2 separate regions of the Gossypium hirsutum genome follow, and region 2 is linked to region 1. Evidence: chromatin contacts called from public Hi-C data. All regions are on one chromosome and are shown on one strand. Each heading gives the region's core, a stretch centred on a gene start, on an enhancer-like site or on the middle of the called end of the contact. The rest is flanking DNA. Distances are from core to core; before and after follow the strand shown. Region 1 holds the start of LOC107957206 (transcriptional adapter ADA2a). Region 2 holds the start of LOC107957197 (RNA demethylase ALKBH10B).

Region 1 (3,590 bases), core at 385-2,884:
TCCAATATTTCATATGATGCATGCGAAAATTATAACAATACCATTTTCCTAAACCTAACAAATATAAAATATTTCCACAATGTCAAACAAATATAATTTTACTTATAAAAATATTACTAATGTCTATTTCATTATAATAATTACAAATATATTACTTATAAAATAAACAATTTTCAATTAATTAAACAAACAAATTACAAGTAAGTAAACAATTAATTTTCACTAATAAAAATATTATTAATATCTAATTCAGTATAATAATTAAAAATATATTCAACATATTTCACAAAATTGCTTATTTTCAATTAAAAAACCCTAAACCATTGAATTAACAAGCAATTTTAATTTTTACATTATCTACATTATCAATATAACATATTTAAAATTCATATATACTTACAATTCTTGTCGATAATAACTTTTTTTTATGAAAAGTTGATAATAACTTTAAACTTGCAAAACAAATCAATAATATAACCACCTAATTAATTTAAATTAAGTTGATGGAGCTTGCCTAAATTTAAAAAAATTCCATCAATGTATTCCGTAAATAAATTCATTTTTTGGGTGGTTTGGGAAATTTTTCAGATTTTTTTACAATTTTTGGGTAATTTTCGGAAGTGTGGGGAGATGGGTTTTTTTGGAGTGAATGGTTGTATTTTTTTTTGGACGTGAAGTTAAATGGGCTTAGGGTGGGGGGTTTATGGGAGGTTGGTTTTAATTAGGTTAATTGGGGTGTTTATTAGATTTAATGTTGGGGAGTCAGGAGTTTTTGGGGGTAAGTGGCCGAGTAGTTGGGGAGCCCCAAATCCGCACTATTCCCTACAGCGTGATTAATAAGGTCTTATATTGATTCCAACGCCAAAATCGACACCAACCCTTCCGATTTGTGTCTGGTTAAATCGAAATTTTTATTTACTATTAGTAAACATATCATTTTAATAAATAAATATTATTTTGATAAAAAAATATTAATATATATTATTTTAATAATTTTTCCTTTAATTTTATCTCTAAAATTGTCTTTGATTTTGAAGTGATATAAAAAAAATTAAACTATATTCAAAGGTTATTAAATTATTTGTAAATTTATATTTTGATCACTCAATTTTAAAAAAATTATAAAATAGTCATTGAACTATTTGAAAGTTTTTATTTAAATTACTTGTTATTAAGTTTTTTTTTAAAGTTGGGTAGCAAGATCTAGGCAAAGATTTAACGACTCGTAGGGTGGATCAATACCCATCGACAAGTAAAAGAACGTACCTTAGTTTCAAGTGGATCTAATGGTCAGTGTCAAATATCGGAAAAAAAAGCTATTTGAATTTTAATTCATAGATTGATGACATTTAAAAATATTTCATAAAAAATTGAATTATAGAATAGAATGGAAATGGTAACTTTTGATTGATGCAGCAGTGTAAACAGGGAAGGCCTTACAATAACGATTTACTAGCTTAGTGATTTAAATGAAAACTTTCAAATAGTTCAGTGATTATTTTATAGTTTTTTGAAGTTGAATTACCAAAATATAAACTTACTAATAGTTTAGTTACTTTGGGTGAAATTTACCCTATAATGAGCGGGTCGGATCCAGATCTAATGAAATAGGGTTATGTTGTGGATCGTAATCAAACCATAAACAAGTACAAGTTGTGGGTTCGGGTCAAAAAGTCCGAGTTTCTCCAACTTTCTCGCCTCTCACTTGCTTCCTCGTGTTGCTCATCTTCAGTAAGCAGTTACCGTTATGTCCAGTTCCCTTTTTCTTAAAATCTAGAAACCCTAATTTGTAATAACTGTCTCTCTATCTATTTTAGGGTAATTAGGCTTTAGAGTGGCTACTATTTGGGGGAATTAGGTGAATTGAAGGCATGGGTCGATCGAGGACAGTCTCTCGTCCAACTGAAGAGGATCTCAATCAAAGGTCTTCCCTTTTTTATGTTCTTAATTTCATTTATTTTCTCAGCTGTTCCGTTCAAAGATCTTGTTTTCAGTTGAAAATTCGCCCTTTCTTCTGTAGATCCAAAAGGAAAAAGACTGCGTCTGGTAGTGTCGAAAATGTAGAGCTTCCATCAGCAGGTATGACGAAATTTAGGGTCCCCTTTGATTGGTATTTTTATTATTTAATCTTTCTAAAGCTTGTTAGTTGCAAAAGGGATAATAGTAAAATTTTAATAATAAATATATGGTTTTACTTTTATTGATAATAAAATGCACGATTCTACTTTTATATAGAATGATTGCATTTCCAGATAGGGTTGTATTTTAACTATTAGCTCCTATTTTTATCACAAGTAGTTTTACTTTTACTTGGTTAGAAACTTAAGTTTATTTGGAAAAAGAAATAACAAGAAATCGAGTAGAAGTATCAAATCGAACTGAGCCCTAATAAGATGTAACTGGTTTAGCAATGCAATTCTTTTAAGTTTTGAAGTCTTACTTCCTCTTTTTTTTTTTTTCTTAAAGTGATGACCTTTATGGATGATATTGCGTTTATTGGTTTATTTTGCTCATCTCCATTGATTCCATTTCTTTCAATAAGGTCTTGGGCAAGTACCGAGTGAAGCAAAAGGGCCAGCATTGTATCATTGTAATTATTGTAACAAGGATCTTTCTGGAATGGTTCGGATTAAGTGTGCAGTTTGTCCAGATTTTGATCTTTGTGTCGAATGCTTTTCTGTTGGAGCTGAAATTACTCCTCACAAGTGCAATCATCCATACAGGGTTATGGTTAGTCACCTTCTTTCTATTTACAATTTCCTTTTTCATTTTAGCAATTGAAGGTTATAGCATGATCGCTGATGGTTAACCAAAGTAAAGTATACTAGAGCTTTTGAAAAAAGTCTAAGGAACATGGTTACATAGGTCTTAAGTGAGTTAAAAACAATTTTGTTTTCTGTTCAATACCAATGGCATTTTTTGCTGAACCATATGTTTCATGCGTTTTATTACAACTGCATCCTACAACCTCTCCCTTTCTGTTCTATGCTAGAAAATCTTATTCACCTCTCCTGGAACCTCACTTTGGTGGGACATAACTTGGTGATTACCATCTGTGAATTTGTTTACTAACTGGGTCATCAATTGCTGTCATTCTTTTCATCATCTATGCTATTGCCGTCAGTAATTCTCATAATAAATGATTCCAAACATAGTTTTTCCCCATTTTGCTATTGGTTGGAGTATGCATTTTAATGTTCTTCCATGCAGGACAATTTGTCTTTCCCACTTATTTGTCCAGACTGGAATGCGGATGAGGAGATATTGCTTCTTGAGGTATTCCTATGTACTATCTTGCACTTTTAGGGGTATTTGATTTTTTATTGTTGATTGATCGCATATCTGGCAACTTCTGCTTATCCTCTTTTGTATTCCATTGGATTTGATGGTTAGAGGATGCATGCCTTATTTTCAGGCGATTGAAATGTATGGATTTGGGAATTGGGCTGAAGTTGCAGAACATGTTGGAACCAAGAGCAAATCACAATGTATTGATCACTATAATGCTATATACATGAACTCTCCTTGTTTTCCTCTCCCAGTAAGACTTGTGTTATAATCTTGGATTTGAAGACATTACCTACACAAGC
Region 2 (3,802 bases), core at 833-3,332, 480 kb before region 1:
CTCCGTTACATGCACTATGCATTGTAGAGCATAGAACAGACGCTAAAACGACAGATTCGGATGCAGAATATAGGTCTGACACAGCATTCGTAATTCAGACTGAGCAATGAAGAAAGCGAGTCAAATCAAATATCAACTAAAGAAAGTAAACAGCATAGACTGCAATCATAGATTGCTAGGTTATGTCAACGCCCAATAGACACAATTGAATGCATAAACAGACCCAAAAAACTTGTTATAAAAGGAATATAACTTCTTTAACTAGCTTTTCATTTGGTAAAAGAAAAAGATCAAATTACGTGTGTTAATATAAACCAATTCAATCATAAACCCAATTATAATATAAGCGTAGTTACCTTTTAGTGTGTAAAAGATTCAACTAGATTACAAGGAAAATTTAGTTTTATCAAATTACACAAGGCAATTCAACAAATAATCAACCATGAAAAGCTGCGAAAATATGGTATCATTCACTAACAAATTCAACATTCACAGCAATGCAAGTGAAAGTCACCAATGTCACCACCGAAAAGCCTTTAGATACAAATTTTAATCATCCCATCAGAAAAGATTACCAAACATAACAAACTGAAACAGAAGGTATTGTTCTTCACAAGAATGCAAGTAAAAGTCAACCGATATCAACACTTAAAATCCTTTAGGCAAACAAGCTTCAATCATCCCATCAGAACAAATAATCAAACATGGCAAGCTACATCATAGAATATATTATTGACTATCCTAATTCAAATGTTCACCACAATGTAAATACAAGAAATGAAAGCAATAAACATGAAACACTATGTAACCATCTTACCCTCTGTGACAACTGAGCCTTTATCTTCCACCTTCCCTAACTCACCACCTAAGTTAAGTTCCTCATATTTCTCACTCCCTCTCTCATTTCTCTCTGAAACAGCGGTAATAGTAGAATTCCCATTAGTATCCACCACAGAATTCTGTATTTCTTTGGCCACCTCTACCCTATGCCCCTTAAAGCCAAAGCCAAACCTTTTAAAATCCTTTCCCCCAACTTTCCCATGATCACAATGCCTTTGCCTCCATCTCCAGGCCACCTGTTGAAGAGCATAGGAAACCTCAGCAATCGAAAAGTACTGCTGCATATGAAGCACGGGGTTCCAGTGACATCTCCTTTGCTGAATGCAAGCTATGACGGCTTCATACTCCCCAACTTCCCCGACCTCACGCAAATGATGACAAAGGGAGTCAATCATAGCATTGGCTGCTGCGAATTCACCCCGCAACCAATAGATAAAGCCATCACGCTCATCGGGAAACCAATTCCGATAATGGTGCTGGTTGAACTCTGCACCTCCTCCTCCTCCTCCTGCTGCTGCTGCTGCTGCACCGCCAACGGCTCCAGCATCACCACCTGCGCCGCCAGCTACTGCAGCTGAAGGAGCAGGAAACTGCTTTTTATCTGATAAAACTGCATTTCCCGATGGCACTGCCATTGAGGAAAAAGAAAAAACGCTCCCAAACCGATAAAAAAATTAAACTGCTAAAACAACGTATATAAATTAAAAATACCCAAAAACAGATCTAATTAGCTTAAATCCCGCAGAATCCAACGTGATCACGTAAAATCACAAACAAATTTTTTTTAACTTAACTTAATCCAACTTCAAAATAGAAATATATAGTGAAAAAATATTAAAAACTGGGTCTTTATTTACTTTTTAAAGGTTTAAGCCGATCTAAAGGATTGGTTTAGTTTAGTCAGATCTGGAAAAATGGGAACTTTGCTTTGGTTGTGCGCAGATTGTGAAAACGCAAGCAATTTAGGGTTTGGGTATCTGGTTCTTGGAAAGAAAAACAAGAAGGGCCTTTGTCACAGTGAAAGAGATCACGGCTTGGCTTATCGATGACGCATAAAGATGCGTTTTTATAGTAGCTAAAATCCAACAAAACTTCCTTCCCTCACCAGGGATCGATTATCGTACCACATACGAATATTCTTCTTCAATTTCTAAGGTGAATTTTGGTGTTTTAATTCACGTCTGAGAAAAGTTCGAATGTCTTGGGTTGAGTTCTAACTTTGGGCTTTTTGCGGAGGTTAACCTCTTAGCATTAAACCGCTTTTGGTTGGTCGAATTTTAAATTAATTTCGTAACTACATTATCTTTTATAATAAAATTATAACAATATAATATTATAAGATAAAAAGTTATCTTGTTTAGTTCATTTAATTAGAATTTAAGATATAAGTGTTTGATTGACAAAATGTAAAATTATTTAAAAATAAATTTACTATATTATCATTATAAATTTTTTGTTTTTGTAAGTTCACTACTTTGAACATTTTTTAGTCTTAAGATAAACTTAATTATGAAATTTATTTATATAATTTGTCATTTAATTATTGTAGAGGAATTGGTTGCTTTTCATAAGAAAAGAGAAATAAAACTAAAAATTTTACCAAAGTAATTGTGATATATATTATATATTTTGATATCAGTATTAAAATTGCAATATCCTTTGATAAATACAAATATTTTTTGTTTCTTATTCGCAAGTTCAATCAATAAGCACTGATAATTTGGAAAGTGTTTATTTGCTTTTATATATATATAGACTAAATCAATTTTTTATTATTTTTGAAAAATATAATATAATTTTATTATATGTTATTTAAAAATTTTAAAAATTATAAAAAGTTAAAATTCAATTTTTTCAGGCTCCTACCAACCCTAACTTTTTCACTATACATAGCTACACAATTTGTCAAATGGAATAAATTTATATTTTTCTCAAATTATAGATGGTTCATGTTGTAGGCCTTTTTTAATTAATAAGGTGTTAGGCCAATTTTAAAATTAATTAAAAAAATAGGCATATTTAAATGAAAAATGTGTTCAATTGGTCAAGCTTTTTGTACAGGTGTCAAGAAAATTCGTCTAGCTGGACGCGTTTCTAGCAATGGCTTTTTTAATACTACTGCACTAATGGTAAAAATTATATACCAACGTTTAATTTTTTTTACCCTATAAATACCCTCAAATTTCATTTTTTTTTCATTCACATCCATCTCTCAATATTCTCAAACTCTCTTCGTTTTAAATTTTTCGATATTTTAATTTTAAAATATTATCTTTTTTAATTATCTCATTTTTATTCATTCAAATCGATTTCTCACGAATGACCACCTCTCTAATCCGCTTCGACAACAAGCGTATTTTCACCGCCCAATTAGCAATGGTAAGCCGAAAATTTAAATTTCATTAATTTCATTAATGTTAAATTTATTTTTTAATTTGAAATTGTTTTATTGTGTAAATAGGCAGATGATTATGTTCTGGAGGGCTTTATTCATAATATTGGAAAGTTTGCGATCCTTGAAATTCGTAGCCACTTGCAAGCGGCTGGATTCTTACATGCATCTCGTATGTCCAAGGACTGCAAACTCGATTTGGCACTATCAACGCGTTGGTGGAAAGATGGAGGCCGAAAACAAACAATTTTCACCTTCCATGGGACTAGTATACAATCACACTCAAAGATGTAACGTTACAACTCGGTCTATCAATGGATGGGCCAGTTATCACGGAATCAACGACCGTTCTGAGCAAAGTGGGTTCCTACCAATCACTGTTGAGGAAGGTCTCAGACAAGTTCGAAGGTGGTCAAATATCAATAAATTAGTTGAAGAATAATTTCAACGACCTCCTTAAAGACCTTGAAGATTGAACGGAGGAGCTCATAGCACAATATGCCCGAGCATACATCATGAGGTTAATTGGGGGCATTTTAATGCTTAATAAATCTCGAAATTTGGTGCATA

Evidence for each region. A called contact is a pair of places that touch in the nucleus more often than the background predicts.
Region 2: a contact with region 1 is called in a Hi-C map of leaf, with 2.0 times the contacts expected there. The contact joins the promoter of LOC107957197 here to the promoter of LOC107957206 in region 1. A contact is called at or near these places in 2 of 34 Hi-C or Micro-C datasets (both in leaf).

Annotation. Positions count from the first base shown.
Region 1 is chrA05:46,176,291-46,179,880 of Gossypium_hirsutum_v2.1, reverse strand. LOC107957206 (transcriptional adapter ADA2a) reads left to right here and starts at 1,634. Exons shown (of 14, transcript XM_016892662.2): 1 at 1,634-1,731; 2 at 1,818-1,924; 3 at 2,021-2,079; 4 at 2,543-2,730; 5 at 3,211-3,276; 6 at 3,416-3,541. The coding sequence starts at 1,872.
Region 2 is chrA05:46,656,552-46,660,353 of Gossypium_hirsutum_v2.1, reverse strand. LOC107957197 (RNA demethylase ALKBH10B) reads right to left here and starts at 2,082. Exons shown (of 7, transcript XM_041114152.1): 1 at 818-2,082. The coding sequence starts at 1,475.